Regions from separate parts of the Oncorhynchus mykiss genome. Here region 2 is linked to region 1. A link is a contact called in public Hi-C data. All regions are on one chromosome and are shown on one strand. The core of a region is the stretch at or near the end of the contact, and the rest is flanking DNA. Distances in the headings are between cores, read along the strand shown.

Region 1 (4,106 bases), core at 489-2,988:
TTGTGTCAATATGTTGTGAATTTTGTCAAAATCCTCACAGCCGTTTCCCATACTAAAACGTGAAGTACAATTTGGTGCGCACCAGTTTACCATGTACAGTATGCTTCGGTAAGCTCACCGTGTGAGTCATCAAAATTGCGATCTTGCGTTTGGGCCTTTCTGGCAGTCTTGGTAATTTTTCAAGCTAGAACCCATGTATACTAGTTATTATAAACGGAGTAGTTTGAGCCCTGAATGCTGATTGGCTGAAAGCCGTGGTGTATTTTGGGCTCCCGAGTAGCCTCTAAGGTACTGCATCTCAGTGCTAGAGGTATCACTACAGACACCCTGGTTCGAATCCAGGCTGTATCACAATCGGCCGTGATTGGGAGTCCCGTAGGGCAGCGCACAATTGGCCCAGCGTCACCAGGGTTTGGCCGTCATTGTAAATAAGAATTTGTTCTTAACTGACTTGCCTATTTAAATAAAGTTTCAATATCAGACCATATACCACAGGTATGATTTGTAACTTTTTACTGTTCTAATTACTTTTGGTAACCAGTGTATAATAGCAATAAGGCACCTTGGGGGTTTGTGGTATATGTCCAATGTACCACTGCTAATGGCTGTATCCAGGCACTCTGCGTTGCGCTCAAGAACAGCCCTTAGCCATGGTATATTGGCCATATATCACACCTCCTTGGGCCTTATTGCGTAAATATACAGCACCAATTACATAAATATCTGATGGGGTCCATTATCTGCTACCTGGACTTTAATACTGACTGGGACTATAAGGCCTATAGTTCTCATGAACAACAAAATGTCAAACAACCAAACTCACATGGTGTGTGACTTGTGAAGAACAGGAAAGACACCCCTGACTGCACCTTCCACTTTCCCATCTCCTCTCCCTGACAGAACACAGTGCTGCCTTGCCCACATACTGCCATCCGCAGCTGCTCAGTCAGATACCTGCACAAACAAAGTAGGCGTATGTTATTATGGGTGAAACATACATACACACAAACAAATGTTACCAACAGGTCTTGCTCTCATGCATGACACACTCTCACCTAATGCAACCCCTCCTGGCAATGACTTCTGCATGGCTGTCATTGAGCACATCTCCTGATTGGACGAGAAAGTGAGTGAGCCACTACCTGTCTATGCCTTGTGTGTGTGTGTGTGAAAGATAAAGTGTGTGTGTGTATGTGTGGGGCTGTGTAGGTATACCAACCCTTTGAGCTCATGGCTGAGCGCCCAATACACTTAGTGCCAGTTCCCAATGACACTACCTCCTCAACTGTGAAGGAGATAAAACAGCCTTTATTGTACTGACATTCACTCTGGTAGAAAAATCAAGTACAATATTTGTATTAACATGAACTGAAGGGGATGACGCAAAGCTAACGACATGCATTTATATATCACCTTTCTCTTGATTCGGGGACACTGAACACTTTACTACGGCGGCCAAAAGCGTCCACTCTCTGCCCGGCTCGGGCTTTCCTCTCTTGGGCAACTCGCTAAAGCGCTGGTAGCACAGTTTGGAAATCTCATCGGCGGTCCACATATTGCAGCGAGTTTTAAACAAACTAGCTATCTGGTTAACTATGGTGGCAGCAGCCTGTTGTGAAGGTACGTAAAGTGAATAAAACACGGTTATTCGTAGTCTCTCTTGTATATGTATTTCAACGATACAGCCAATATTCATTGCATTACACACATTCTTATTTGCACACAAGACATGCTCCGTGTGAAGCAGGCAAGAATAGCTAATCACTTCCAGGTCACGGATATATGGAATCCTTCAGAATAAGAGTCCAATCCTGTATACTTTGTAAATGAATAATTAGGGCGAAAATGTGTACAGTTATCGATAGACCTGTAGTTATCATACAAATAATTTTAAGTATTTCTACAAGGTATGTGATTCATTTGTTTATTTTTTCAAGCCTAAATGGTCAACGATGTTTTTTCTGTATATACTTCTATAATTTATTGGACTCTACACAATTTCCTGTACATTGTATTGCAGTAAAAATGGGGTCCATTCTACTCAGGAGCACTTCTAGTTTCCAAATCCAGAGTTTACACCCCAAGGAGAGACTCTGCTCATTTTGTGGCCCTTAAAGAGTGGCCAATTGTTTTTTCATATTATTCATACCCCTTGACTTATTTAAAAATGGTGTTGTGTTACAGAAATATCTAATTTATATAAGTATTCACATCCGTTTGCTATGATGACACTCCAAATTAACCTCAGGTACATCCAATTTTCTTTAGTCATCATTGAGATGTCACAACAACTTGATTTAGAAAGAAACACCTATCTATATAAGGTCTCACAGTTGACAGTGTATGTCTGAGCAGGAACTATACCATGAAGTCCAAATAACAGTCTGTAGAACTCTTAGATATAATTGTGAGGAGGCTTATATCTGCAGAAAGGTATAAAGCTATTTATAGAGTGTTGAACGTTTCCAAGAGCACAGTGTTCTCCAGGAACCCACTGACCACTATGACAGAACTACAGTTCCTTGGCTGAGATTGTAGAACCTGCCAGAAGGACACCAGTCTCTACAACACTTGTCAGGGGTGTGTACGGGAGGCGAAGTCAGGTGCAGGAGAGCAGAGTGTAATAAACAGGCGCACTTTAATTCCGGTCCAAAAATGACAGCACATAAGAACAATAACGTGCCAAAAAACACGGAACATAGCAAAAGTATAGCGCCTGACAAAATCTCCTGAGTAGAATGGACCACCATTTTACTGTGACACAATGTACAGCAAATAGTTTACGGTGCAATATATTATAATAATACTATATATGCCATTGAGCAGAAGCTTTCATCCGAAGCGATTTACAGTCATGCGTGTATACATTTTATGTATGCATGGTCCAGGGAATCGAACCCACTGTCCTGGCGTTGCTTCTGGTGGAGCTGGGGAACAATAATATGTTAAGTGCGAGAAAGAAGGGGAAGAAAGGGGGTAGAAGAAAAAGGAGGAAGAAATTAGGAAAAACATTTAAAAAATGCTATTGAGGCTTCTTCATAATATGTGTTTATTATTCATCATGATAAGCTGAAAAACAATGACAATTATGTTTTTGCTATGTTTGAGGAAGTGGAAGAATGGACCTAAAGGTCCTCAGTTTAATATCCTGACTTGGCCAGAAATAACATTTCTAAACAACCACTATAGGCTCCAAAAGTGTCCTTTTTCACATTGGTGAATTTCAGATCACCTGAGTTAATGGAACGATTATGGTAGCATAATCATAACATATAGAAGTGTTGTTTTAATGAGATGAGTTTATTACTGTACTATACTCCCGTTACCTTGTTTATGCAATTAGTATCTTAAATTATCTGTTGCGGTTTCTTATGGACTGCATATTTTCCTGATATACAGTGCATTTGGAAAGTATTCACACACCTTGACTTTTTCCACATTTTGTTACGTTACTGCCTAATTTTAGAATGGATAAAATAGTTTTTTTCACTCATCAATCTACACATAATACCCCATAACTACAAAGCATAAACAGGTTTTTAGAAATGTTTACAAATGATTTAAAAAATAATAATATCCCATTTACGTAAGTCTTGAGTCTTCTTGGGTATGACGCTACAAGCTCAGCAGACCTGTATTTGGGGAGTTTCTCCCATTCTTTTCTGCAGATCCTCTCAAGATCTGGAACATCGCTGCACAGCTATTTTCAGGTCTCTCCAAAGATGTAAGATCGGGTTCAAGTCTAGGCTCTGGCTAGGCCACTCAAGGACATTCAGAGACTTGAACTGAAGCCACTCCTGAATTGTCTTGGCTGTGTGCTTAGTGTCGTTGTCCTGTTGGAAGGTGAACCTTCACCCCAGCCTGAGTGCTCTGGAGCAGGTTTTCATCAAGGATCTCTGTACTTTTCTCCGTTCATCTTTCCCTCGACCCTGACTAGTCTCCCAGTCCCTGCAGCTGAAAACATCCCACAGCATGATGCTACCACCACCATTCTTCGCCATAGGGATGGTGCCAAGTTTCCTCCAGATGTGATGCTTGGCATTCAGGCCAAAGAGTTCAGTCTTGGTTTCATCAGAATAGAGAAGATTGTTTTTCATGGTCTGAGA
Region 2 (4,343 bases), core at 972-3,471, 210 kb before region 1:
TCATTTACATTTGTACAACATTTATACACAAAAACAGCATAAAAGCATAAAAACAGCATTTGAATATTACATTTAAATTAGTTAAAGTACATGTTGCTTTTTTTTAAACAATAGAAACAACCATGAATAAAAGTATTTTTTCCTGTAAAACATCCAATATTTAAAAGCCATTTAAAATGTGTACAAAATATATTTTTTAAAGACATGAAAACATGTTAAAAAAGTCACTTTGTTAAAAAGCTGTCTTTGGTCCTTTGTACAGGAACGGGGTGAGTCCTTATCAACTTGCCTCCTCCTGCTCTTCCGAATCAATAACCGTCCTGTCCTTCGGGGCCCAGAGGAGATCCCTCCCCTAGGCGCATTGCCCTAGGCGCATCGCCCTAGGCACCGCAGCGGTCAGGCAGTGACCGCTGGGACCTTGGGTGTTGTGGTGGACCCTTCGCCTGGGGGTCGAGGCCTCCTTTCATCTGTACCATCCCAGGGCTTCCGTGGCTATCATGGCCCCAGCCTGGGGGGTGGTCTCTACTCATTTTGCTACCAGCAGGTTGCGGGAGGACCACAGTGCTTCCTTCAGACACGTGAGGGTGGGCCAAAGCTTGGTGAAGGCCTTTGGCGGAATAGGCCTTCGGCCCACCCCATACAGCACTGGGACGTTAGATCGTCCCCTGCTGGCAGACACAAGGAGATCCGGGGGTCTGATTCCTTCCACAGGTCCTTGGCGGCTCTGCACTCCCAGAGCAAGTATTTCACCGACTCATCTTGGCCGCAGCCTGGTCGGGGGCATGCGGGTGTCCTCGCCATGCCCCGGGAGTGCATAACGGCCCTGACTGGGAAGATCTCATGGGCGACCATCCAGGACAGGTCCCGGTGCCGGTTCAGCAGAACAGGATTGGCCATGTTGCGCCAAACCGCTGTGGGTTCGCCTGTAGCATGCCCACACACTGGACAAACTGGTTCCCGCTCCTGCACAAGAGAGAAGAGACCCTTGTTTAGTTAAAACCGTGACTGCCTCTTTTTCCAGTTTAAAATGTCTTAAAAACTTTTGGAGCTGGATGTAGTGTGTGGGGAGCAGAAAAGAGACTGGGGCTCACAGGTCTGTGTTCTTTTGCCCATCTTAGTCTTTTAGTTTTATATGGCTTTTTCTTTGCAACTCTGCAAAGCAGGAAGCCTGCCAGGTGTAGTGAAAAAAAAAAGAAAGCTCTGCTGTTGGGACAGTTTTATGTAGGTGTAACAGTACTCTTCTTGCGTTGTGTACAATCAGTCATCGACACGGAACTCCAACATGTAGCACCAGTCATGTAGATTTATTCTGATAAGAACGACACAAAATTGCACGTCATGCAATGCACGTCTCACCATCCAACTCTGCACTCATGCACTGTACAAAATATATGAACCCCCCCCACCAGACACAGTAAGTTGCTAGCTAGTACTGGCGGGAATTCTTTACAACAAAATGCACAACAAATATTCTCCAAAAACCGCTGCATCTTATGTGTGATGTTCGAATAACATTTACAAACAATTTGATATAAATTGTACATTTAAATCATCACCTGAGCGTATAAAAATCACTTTTGATGTACAGTGCTTTGCAACCAACCGTAAGCAAGCTACGCAAACCAGCCAATAAGATGCCATGTTGAGTAGGTGAAGGCAAGACAAACTCAAACCAAAAACCCATTGGCTTAACAATAAAGTGGCAAGGGGAATCACCAATATAACCCTGTTACATAGGCCATAACAGTTTGTGGGCACTGTTTGTCACCGTTATAGTGCAATTAACGTATTGTTAATGTTGTGTTGTTTAGTGGCTTTGCTGGCATGCATCTAAAAAAAATTGGGGGAGTTTGCCCCACCAACATTTACACGCTAAATAACCACTGGTTAAGACAAGTAACTATGAAAAGGGCAAACATCATGATAGGCTTGCAAGCTGAGCTTGAATAAGACATCGGATTACCACTGTGCATTTAAAACGGTTGGTTTTATTATAAATAATAAATAACCAAATCATTGATGGATGTTTACTATATAAAATAAATGCATCCCTTGTCTGCCCATAAAAGCCGGTCGGCATACGCGTCATCACGTTCCGAAATGAAGGTCACTGTCGTCATGATCTGACAGACCTTCCAGTTGTTTTGAACGCAACATACTGACAGCCAATAAAACACGGCCAAATACTTCCGGGCCAGGACCGTAAAGAATTTGTCAAAATGAAGTATTCAAGGGAACCTGCTACATATGTACAAAACACAACCGATAAAAATATGGTAGGTAGGCGTACAATACAGCACAAATTATTATATGTTAATCAATATTTACCCCCTTAACTGACTTGCCTAGTTAAATAAAGGTTAGATTAAAAATATATATATATTCACGTTTCCACAATAAAGAACCTTTATTTTGAAGACCTGACGAAATAATTGACCAGGAAGTGATTATCTTCAAGGCATTACACGCTCGTGTGTATTTTTATGAATTTATAAACTACAGTATTAGAATGGCATCGCTGTTGCTACTGCAATCAATATAATAAACGTTTTATGTTATGGAAACGTGTAACACTTGCATGGGATAGGATACTCGAGTTCATTGTATTTGCGTGGTTTCAGTATCGTGTGCAGTGAGCTAACTAACTGCTGTAGCTATTAGCTTACTAGCTAGGTTAGCTGCTCAACATGTAAACTTGTCATGTGATAATGTGAAATTATTTTGGTCATACCCGGGTCACAACATATTGATTTGGTAAACTGGCCATTTTTTATGTGCATCTATACCAATCTTTGCCCAACACCAATTTGTTGTTGACCATATTTAAGTTGTTGACTTCCTTCATTACAGTCTTTTCCTTGTCTCCTGCAGGACTGTAGCAGACTGACTAGTGCCAGGATTGAACCCAGACATGAATATAACTGTGTGCTCTTCAGCGCTGTTGACTCGTGCTTACAGAATGTGTATTTCAAAAGCCCCACGGCCCCATTCCACTGGATCCATTGGCTGGGTAGTCCCTGTCTGCATGTCCCCCAACCGGTCTTATTCTACAAACATCAAGGTTCGTTCCTACCTACAGTACATGAAGCGGAAGATCAAGCCCCCACCAAGTCCTCCATACCCCCATGTCTGCCAAGTGGGTGAACCGGTGCTGCGAGCCAAGGCTGCAGCGGTGGACCCTGGGGCAGTACAGGGTCCGGAGGTTCAGGCGGTGATCCACAGCATGGTAAAGGTGATGCGGAAATTTGAATGTGTGGGACTGAGTGCACCTCAAGTTGGAGTGCCACTTCGTATCTTAGCTCTGGAGTTCCCAGAGCGCATGTTGGAGGACAGCTTGCCTGCTGCACGTGAAGCCCGCGGTCTGACCACTGTGCCTCTGCGGATCTTTATCAACCCACAGCTGCGAGTCCTAGATGGACGCACAGTTCTGTTCCAGGAAGCCTGTGAGAGCATCTCGGGGTTCTCGGCCACTGTTCCACGCTACCTCTCTGTGGAAGTCTCAGGTGAGATAAGTAACGTGTTCCAGAGAGCAGCAAAAAAAAAATCAAGTTATGTTTTGCAACTGTTTGGAGTAATGATTACACCCCAGATTTAATGTACCCGAAACAGCCATCTAACCTAAATCTCTCGGCCCATGGCTGGTCAACATCAAATTAATTAGGCATGCGTTTGTTTTTTTTATTAATGTTTACATTTTTTGTGTCAAAGGCTTGAATGAGAAGGCAGAGCCTGTGACCTGGCAAGTGAGCGGCTGGCCCGCACGCATCCTACAGCATGAGATGGATCACTTGGATGGAGTCCTATACATTGACCGCATGGACAGTAAAACATTCATTAACGTGAACTGGGCAGCAAAGAATGAGTAGCCGTTTCAAACAAACCTAGTCACCCTGATTGACCCACAGCACTTAAAGACAGTTCTTGGACATAACATGGCAGCAGATAAGACCATTCTGAAACCTTTCCTTTGACTGATTAAACTGTAAATTCGTAATAATAAATAATGTATTTATGAAGGCAGATTTATAGTCTGGATGAATATTCAATTATCTTGCAAGTTGTTTAATTTGTGTGAACATTTTTAAAGGAACTGAAATATTGACTAAACTGTGGTGCCACCAGATGGCTGACCAAAGAGAAAATATTGCAGAATGTTGGAAGTAAAGAAAAAACTGAAAAGCTTTTATATGCTGTAGTATCCTACATTTAAACATCAACATCTAAAGAGCACAGCACGAGAGACATCTGTTCCTATTTTAAATCCCATTTTAATTCAAATATCTGCAGAAAAAATAACAAATAATGAAAACAAACACCTTAACCTCAAACCACATTTGGCAGTA

The links. Hi-C and Micro-C count contacts between places; a contact is called where the count stands out from the background.
Region 2: a contact with region 1 is called in a Hi-C map of liver, with 3 times the contacts expected there. A contact is called at or near these places in 2 of 3 Hi-C or Micro-C datasets (blood and liver).

Annotation. Positions count from the first base shown.
Region 1 is chr2:66,432,112-66,436,217 of USDA_OmykA_1.1, reverse strand. It overlaps adat1 (tRNA-specific adenosine deaminase 1), which reads right to left and starts at 1,738. Exons shown (of 9, transcript XM_021569157.2): 1 at 1,414-1,738; 2 at 1,220-1,285; 3 at 1,056-1,110; 4 at 824-954. The coding sequence starts at 1,696.
Region 2 is chr2:66,641,467-66,645,809 of USDA_OmykA_1.1, reverse strand. It overlaps LOC110494342 (peptide deformylase, mitochondrial), which reads left to right and starts at 2,221. Exons shown (of 3, transcript XM_036953795.1): 1 at 2,221-2,276; 2 at 2,872-3,503; 3 at 3,709-4,343. The coding sequence starts at 2,912. The coding sequence ends at 3,866.